Regions from separate parts of the Zea mays genome. Here region 2 is linked to region 1. The links are chromatin contacts, called in public Hi-C maps. All regions are on one chromosome and are shown on one strand. The core of a region is the stretch at or near the end of the contact, and the rest is flanking DNA. Distances in the headings are between cores, read along the strand shown.

Evidence for each region. A called contact is a pair of places that touch in the nucleus more often than the background predicts.
Region 2: a Hi-C map of bundle sheath shows a contact between it and region 1, with 4 times the contacts expected there. The contact joins the promoter of LOC100286008 here to the enhancer-like site in region 1. A contact is called at or near these places in 4 of 25 Hi-C or Micro-C datasets (bundle sheath, ear, endosperm and 1 more).

Annotation. Positions count from the first base shown.
Region 1 is chr10:44,857,173-44,861,252 of Zm-B73-REFERENCE-NAM-5.0, reverse strand. No RefSeq gene overlaps it. Among protein-coding and RNA genes, the nearest start is that of LOC109943050, 5.0 kb to the left of the region's middle. Within about 2 kb of position 2,107, at least 1 of the 20 cell types and tissues checked has an H3K27ac peak or open chromatin away from gene starts, as enhancers often do. A contact at or near this core is called in bundle sheath, where this site is marked.
Region 2 is chr10:45,702,000-45,706,080 of Zm-B73-REFERENCE-NAM-5.0, reverse strand. It overlaps LOC100286008, which reads right to left and starts at 1,288. Exons shown (of 11, transcript NM_001158896.2): 1 at 988-1,288; 2 at 814-892; 3 at 682-740; 4 at 376-453; 5 at 210-291. The coding sequence starts at 1,041.

The sequences.
Region 1 (4,080 bases), core at 858-3,357:
AGTTCCATAGGTTAATCATGCGAGAGTCCAAAGCTGATCATGCCCGTGAGCTCGAGTTTTACACTCTGCAGAGGTTGTACCCTGTACCCACAAGTCGTGTATCCCATGTCGCCAGGGTTTGCAAGGCCCTTAGACACTCCCGGGGTGAATGCCTAGGGATCCACTATGAGGCCTTTACAAAGTTCCACTAGCTTTTGAAAACCCGCTACAGTTTATGGGAAGAGCAATTGTAGGAATCCCCCGTCTGACCGCCATCGCAGCAAAATCAACCCGAGAACCTCCCTACATGCCTACTCCCCTACTGCCCTTGCCCCTTTTGGGTAAGGTAGTATTCCACTAGCTTTCCTAATTAGTCAGCCAAGAGCGTCCCATTCCACCCTTGTGGTGGCACGTGTTTCTTAAGTTAAACTCCATGTTCCAATTAAAGATAATGATCTTGACATGAACTTAAATAAAATAACAAAATAATTGGAACATGGGTATAATGAAATATTAACCCAAAACCATATAAAGCAATAGTAAAACTACCCAAATGATTCAGGGATAAACAAGTTAAAAGGATATACAGGCTAGGGTGACCTATTGGGTCCCATCAAAATTAAACCTATGAATGAATAAGTGATATTGAAGAACATTATTGGGTAAAAAGTGGTCAAGGGCACAACTTGCCTTCAACGAGTTCCTGCTCATCAACTTCTATCCGCTGAACACCGGGATCCTCAGCCACTGGCTCTTCTACTCGCCACAATGCAAACAAGCATATTATATAGAAAAAATTAACATCACATTAAACATGTAAACCAAATACATAATAATAATCTACACATTAAAATAAGATCCTAGGAGCAAGAATCACAAATTTTGGAGTTATAGATTTTAAATTATGAATTTCCAAAGATTCTATGTGTTTGTACAAGATTAAATAGGAGATAAATTTTTAATGTGACTTTCATGTCAAAATAGTGTCTGACAGACAATAATATTACAAAATTATAGGAACTGGAATGGATTAATTTGGACTCAATATAAATTTTATATGAATTAAACAAATTCTAACTGTTATTTTTACATTAAAAATCATTTTCTATTACTTTTCCTGGATTTTCTCATCCCCTGGCCTGCGCACACGAAAACCATAGAGTGCAGGGGCCTCAGTGCAAGTTCCCTAAGAATCAGTGAATAGTCCTATGGATTGCAGGTTTATTTCACTATTTCCCAAGGTTTCTTATGAAAAAGTGCTCGGCGAAGGGTATGGATCCGTTTTGGTCGTTGGATTAGATCCGGACGGCACTGATTTGTTTGAGCTTTAAACGAACCGGTATTCAATCTCACCCACCAGATGCTAGATCTACGGCACATGTCTTAAATTGCTGAAACCAACCCGAGCGCGCAGGATCGGAATCGGACGGATCATAATCACCCGGTTGAATCGTTATCTCCGCGTCGCTACGAGATCGTAGGTTCGAGAACCACTAAATTCGGAGTTAAAACGAAGAACTTATGGATGAAACGATATTTTAGGCATAATAAATCTAATAGACGAGATCTAACATATATTGCATTTAAACTAAACATGTATTAAATTGAAATGTTTGAGTTAGTATTAATCACTTTAACATTTATTTATAAAATGAGTAAGTTATAACTATAAATTAGATTAACTAGATTGTCTAGCTAATTAACATTAATTAAACAAATAATTGATTACTTAATTAAAACATGTGTATGATTAAAATAATGTTATTACTACGTACGTAAAATTAATATAAACATAACACAATTTGAATGAAATAAATCAGACATCTAACGCAAAATATATCACATGTTTAATAATTTAGTAGGATTGCACATAAATAAGTGACATGACGCGATCCGATTGGTTAGATCGTGGTCACATAAATAATTACGGGGTAAATAGACGCACTATATTAGATTAGGTGGGTCATCTCTTACCTTTCTTCCTCAGCTCCTCGAATACACGCGGTGCGGTTCAACAAATTCTTCCAAACCCTCTGTGAATGCCTTACGACGGTGTATACTTCTTCCCCGTCTCTCTCTCTATCTTTCTCTTTTCTCTGTGTGGCTTCGGCGAGATGCTCTCGGTGCTCATGGGATGGCAAGGGGTAGCGATCATTATAAAGAGGCGAGGAACGAGTCCAACGCGGGTAGAGTTGGCCGGTAGACTCATCCCGGCATCCACGGAAACGGATGCTATGCTCGGTTTTCTTGAGTAGGGGCCCAACATATTTGGCCACTGCCTTACCAAATTTCTAGTAAGCACATATGAAGCATCAAAGGTATGGTAAGACATGCAAGGCACATTTGATGCAATATTGTAACACCCTCAATTTGGGGTATAAAATTTCTTTCTAATTACCTACCAAATTTAGGTGTTACTCTTCTCTCTCTCTAGTTTCTCTCTCTTTTTCTTTTGGGTAGATTTAGCTTAATTAATGAGGGATTAATTATTTTATTTTGTCAAAACAATATGAGTCATGAAATGTGGCATTATGCCGAGCTCCAAATATTCTTTGAATTGTTGCACATGCTTGATTTAGTTTGAATTTGAAAATTGGTTTGAATTTGAATTGAAGACCCTAGAGAAAATAAATAGAAAAGCATTAGAAATTCCCTAGAAAACGGAAAAAGCCATTTCAGCCCAATCGGCCCAACTCGGCCCAGCCAAGCCGCGCGCGCCCGCGTCGCCTCACAAGTGGACCCCACCTGCTAGCAATCGCCCGCGTCCGCGCATGTGTGTTCTCTCTCCCTCTCTCTCCCGCTGCCTGGTGGGCCAAGCCTCTCGGCGCCGACCCGTCCTCACCCACGCGTTCTTTCTCTCGCTGTCCCGTGGGACCTTCCTATCAGTGCTGACTGTCCGTTCGCGCTCGTTCCCTCTCTCTGCACCGCGAACCCCGCCTATCAGCCACCCCCAGTCACTAACCTCCCGCCCACTCTGCCGCCGTGGACGCGCCCACATCCGCACAATCCCCGGCCACCTCCACACGCCCTCGCCCCTTTAGAGCCCGCACCCCGCTCGCCCACTTTCCCCTACTCATTTGTGCCCTCAGCCGAGCACTCTCGCCCTCTCTCTCGCCCTGCGCGCATCCAGGCAGCTCCGCCGCCGCTCACCAAAGTCCAACGTCTGTTCTACGGCCGCCGTTGAGCTGCGCCGCGCCCATTGCCTCGGTGAGTTCCGCCTCGCCATCAGCAACTCGGGACACCCATCGGTTCGCTCCTAGCCCCTCTGGTCTGTCCGGTCCATGCTCACCGGAGTTCTCCCCGTGCAGCCGGAGCTCTACCACCATCGACCCAAGGTGTCACTGTGTCTCCTCCGTTGCTCCAGGACTCCAGTGTTTCCTCTCGAGGTGAGCAACCTCCCCGCGCCCGTATTTCTCTCTTGATTGCCCTGGTCTTCGCGCGATTGCTCGCCGGAGTAGATTCACCACCGTGGGACCATCCCACTGTGTTCTGCGCCCTCTAGTGCCTTCACGCTGGCGTTGTGCCCACGGTCGTGTTCGCTAGATTGCCTTGAATGCGCCCAAGTCCTTCCCCAAGTACCTAGAGCCCTATCGTGGCCATTCCCCTCGTCTCCGGCGAGATCCTGCCGCAAGGTCGTGAGGCGCCGCTGCACCAAGGACCCGCCATCCCGACCACGCTGGCCGATGGATCTCGAACGTTCACCTGAGATCTGGCGGTTAGGATTTAATTAGAACCAATCTAATCTCGACCGTCTAATGCAAATCCAGATGTCCAGATTTGCTCCCCTCACCCGCGCTCTGTCCTCGGGCCCGCCAGTCAGCGCCTGCGCCCCCTGGCGCTGGGCCCGACTTGTTAGCCCGCCTTCCCCTCTGGTCGCTGACACCCATCCCCACCTGTTAGTGCACGCTGAGCGCCCGCGCCCGCGCGCGCGTCTGCGGGATCTGATCTTGGCCGTTGATCTATGATATGATCGTTGAGATCGCTCGATACCCCTTCGCGTGTATTTTTTGCTTAAGAGACCCTCAGGTTTTAGAGAATCAACTCGCCGTCCTGAGATTTAGTGCGCAGACCCCTGAACTCTTATAATCAGACCCCTGGCTT
Region 2 (4,081 bases), core at 39-2,538, 850 kb before region 1:
CAATTTTTATGTGCAAAATTTATCTGGTAAAAAAAGTTGAAGCACACTATGTGTTTCTGGACATTCTAGTTGTATAAACATCAGCAGAAAGTGTTTCGATCAAATATGATGTTATTTTTAAGTTAAAGCATAAAAACATATTGCATTACAAACATTAGCAAGTGAGAAATTGAGTTTATTTCCAACAAATCAAAAGTTCTTTTTCTCACCTAAATGGAAAGTTCTAGTTGAAGGCAAAATTGATGTTGCGAGATCTGCAAGTGCAAGCCCTGCTCTAAGAATAGGTACAATCTGAAAGATATCCATAACATTCAGGATTAATTAAATAATAATGCCAAATTTGCATAAAAGACATACTGAAGAAGAAATACAAACCATTATTGGCTCCATCTCACTGACAGATTCAACAACCTCAGTGCCCACAGGTGACTGGATCTGCCGTGTTACTGTCGGCTACCATAAGAAAGCGGAGAACTATCTCAATGATAACATACTCAACAAAATAAAATCCATCATTACTGTCCGCCAGGGAAAAAATACTTTACATGCTTCCTTTTCGCATTGCGTTGATCATTATTTTCCACATGTACCAGATATTTATTTTAACATCGAATACTTGCACCGGCACCACCAAATGCAGTATTCCTATCTAGTTTTAGGTAAGAAAATTTATGAACATACCAACCAATCTCGTGTTGCCTCATAGATTAGCAATCTCCCTAGCTCCCCCATTGCACTCCCTGAAATTAATATTTTTGACAGTAAGTACGACGCGGTAAAGAAAAAACTAATCAGAAACAGCACAACACTTACTGAAGGCGTGGGAAGGGGTGGAGCGATCGCGGAGTACTGAGACCCAGTGGCTGATCAGCGGATGCACCGGCACCACCACCTTCCAACGACGCAATAAACCACCAACAACTTAATATCCGACGAGTATAACGGTACCAATGACAAATACAACGTGCGAGCGGGGTGGGTTCGTACCTTGAAATCGTCCATGGATACGGCGGCCGCCTGTCCGTTGTTACAGTTCTCCATCCTCAGCACGAGATTGGGACCTTTGCTGGAGGCCTATGGGGTTTAAAGAGAATAAATTAATCGGTGAAAGAAAGCGGCAGGGCGGCGGGATGGATGTGCAGGATGGGAGGGCGGCGGGGAAGCAGGGATGGATATGGGCGAGGTCGGCGTGACGGCCGTGCTGCAATTGTGCTGCGCGTGTTGTTGCGCAGGACGGGAAGGCGGCGGAGAAGCGGGGATACGGGGGAGGTCGGCGTGCTGCAATTGTGCTTCGCGTGTTTGGTTGTATTGTATTTGTATGTACCATAGATGGGCCAGGCCAGGCCAGGCTATTGGGCTGCGGTTCTTTTCACTGGGAACCCTATTTTACGGTAGTGCACCTGGGAGCATCATGCGGTTATGCGGTGCCTACTCGACACGTGAGGACCTCGTCTTCACGCCGCCTCTACCGCTCACGCGCGATAACATTAATGCCCCCGCTCGGTGGCGTACTTCCCCGATTCAAGCAAACACCCCTCTCCTTCCCCTCCGACGGTATAAGCGGCTACAGCTATCCTCTACCGGCTGCAACCCAAGGGAAGGTTCTATGGCAACCCTCCGTCCCTATTCCTCCCGTTGGCGGTTGGTTGATGAAGTTTCTCACTGCTCGCATGATGCATGCGCAGTGGTGGACGCAGGACCAAAATTTATGGGAACCAAAAACCACATTACAAAATTAAGCAAGACGATAAAAAATATAGTTGCATAAAATTCAAGTTCCATATCTATCAATATAACATACAAGTTCAAAGAAGAGAAGCAAATATACAACTAAGTTCTTTCTGACCGAATCAAGTCGTGCGTATGTTGTCAAATATCGATCTCCTCGAAGGGTCGGACACGGAGAAATAGACGGGGTCAGATGATGTCTCCAGCTAGGGCTGAAAAATTAGCTCAAGGCTCGCGAGCCGGCTCGAGCTCGGAGCGGCTCGGCTTGGCTCGGAGCGGCTCGCGAGCATCGAACGAGCCGAGCTGAGCCTCTTCTTCGAGCTCGTTTTTACAGCGAGCCGAGCCGAGCCGGCTCGTTCCAGCTCGCGAGCCAGCTCGCGAGCCTTGCAAAAATGATCAATTTATAGAATAATAATGAATATTAGATAATTTTATGGATAATAGCTTATTTTTTAGTTTTTGATGATGAATATATTACAAGTTATAATTTAATTTACTAATAATGTAGAATGATGATTCTATATTTTAAATTTATATAATGTTAATTCCTCAAATAATGTAAGGATAAGTACAAGAATATGGCTTGCGAGCCGAGCCGAGCCTCTTTCACCAGCTCGTGGAATGGACGAGCCGAGCCGAGCTCGTTCAGGCAACGAGCCGAGCTCGGCTCGGCTCGGCTCGTTTCCATCCTCCAGCTGCTGGGAATATGAGTTGGGCTTTTCGGGCCAGCACGAGCACGACTCGAAAAAGGAGCCCAAAGCACGACCCGGCACGAAATAATATGGGCCGTGCTAGCACTACCCGAAGGTGGGCTTGGGTCGGGCCTCAAATTCCGGCCCGTCGGGCCCCAGCATGGCCTGCATAGATGGGCCGGGCTTGGTCCGGCACTGCCCAATTAAGCTCAATTTATTTAATTTCTTTAATTTAGTAAGATATCGACTTTATATTGTTGTGATATTTGGAGTTTATGTGATCAAATGATGATAGGATTGTTTAATATCTTTAATTTAGTAAGCTATGAACTTTATGTGGTTGTAATATTTTGATATTATGCAGTCAAATATACGGGCCAAGCTTGGGCCGGCACGGCCCAATGAAGGCACGACGTGGTTTAGGGCCGGCCTGGGCGACGTCAGGTGTCAGGAAGGAGGCGGCGGTGTCAAGAACGGAGCACCTGGGCAGATTGGCCCCGGCAGGCCGGGATGTAAGAAGAAATGGGACCCGATGGATAGATGCGAGGACTAGACCAAAGAGGATGGAAGTTGAGAGAACTGCTTAGAGCAATTTTAGCCTATCCAAACCTTATTTTTATATACTTTACAATAGGTTAATATTAGGTATAAGAGGTTATAAAAAATTGAGGGGGTCCTTCTATGGCTCCGACGGTGTCGGAAAGAATAAGACTAGATAAATAGATGTGAGGATTAGACCAAGTAAAAGGACGAGAGTCGATAGAACTAGACTAATTTAACGAGAAGACCCATGACAGAACTGTTTTAGCCTATCTAAATCTTTATTTTTAAATATACTTAACAGTAAATAAACATGATATATAAAAGGTCATAAAAATTGAGGGGGGCCATGGCCCACTTTGCCCCCCTCTATGTCCACCCCTGCGCATGCGGCGACCGTGCTCGAAGATGACGCGGGAGTCGAGACTGCTTCTAGGTGCTCACGTGCGGCGGCGATTCGCGTGCAACGTCTGGCAGCGACGTGCCCACTACGGGTGGTAGCTAGCGACGGTGTAACACACTTAATTTTGGGTATAAATTTTTTTTGTTCTATACTCAAAATTCAGGTGTAACTCTTTGCTTTATTTATTTTTTTCTCCCTTTATCAAATCAGTAGAGAGTTATTTTGGTTCTATATTAGCAGAAGCTCTAGAAGTATCATAATTGTTAAATTCATGTTGTCGCACAGTGTTTCCAAGTACAAAAAGTGTTTGAATCACATAAATATGTCATTTAGGAGTCTCTCCTAATTTTTGTATTTTTTGAATATTTTTTTCTATTTATCGAAATTCAAAATCTATTTATTTGAGATACTTCAAAACATTTTCAAACGTACTAAATATGTTTTTTGAGTTCATTGGGTGTCAAATCATGTTTAGAAATTTTCATAGAATTTTTGGAGCCTTCGAGATATTTTTCGAATAATAAAAATGATTTCAGCCTTTTTTGAAAATGATTTTCAATTTTAAAATTAGAATAATTACGAAAAAATAAAAGATCTTCAAACCCTAACAATATATATATATATAGCTGGAATCCTCTCATCGAGCCCTTTACAAAATTCGAAACCCCACCCTCAGATTCAATCCGAAACTCCCGGAATCGCTCGCCGAAGTTCGGCG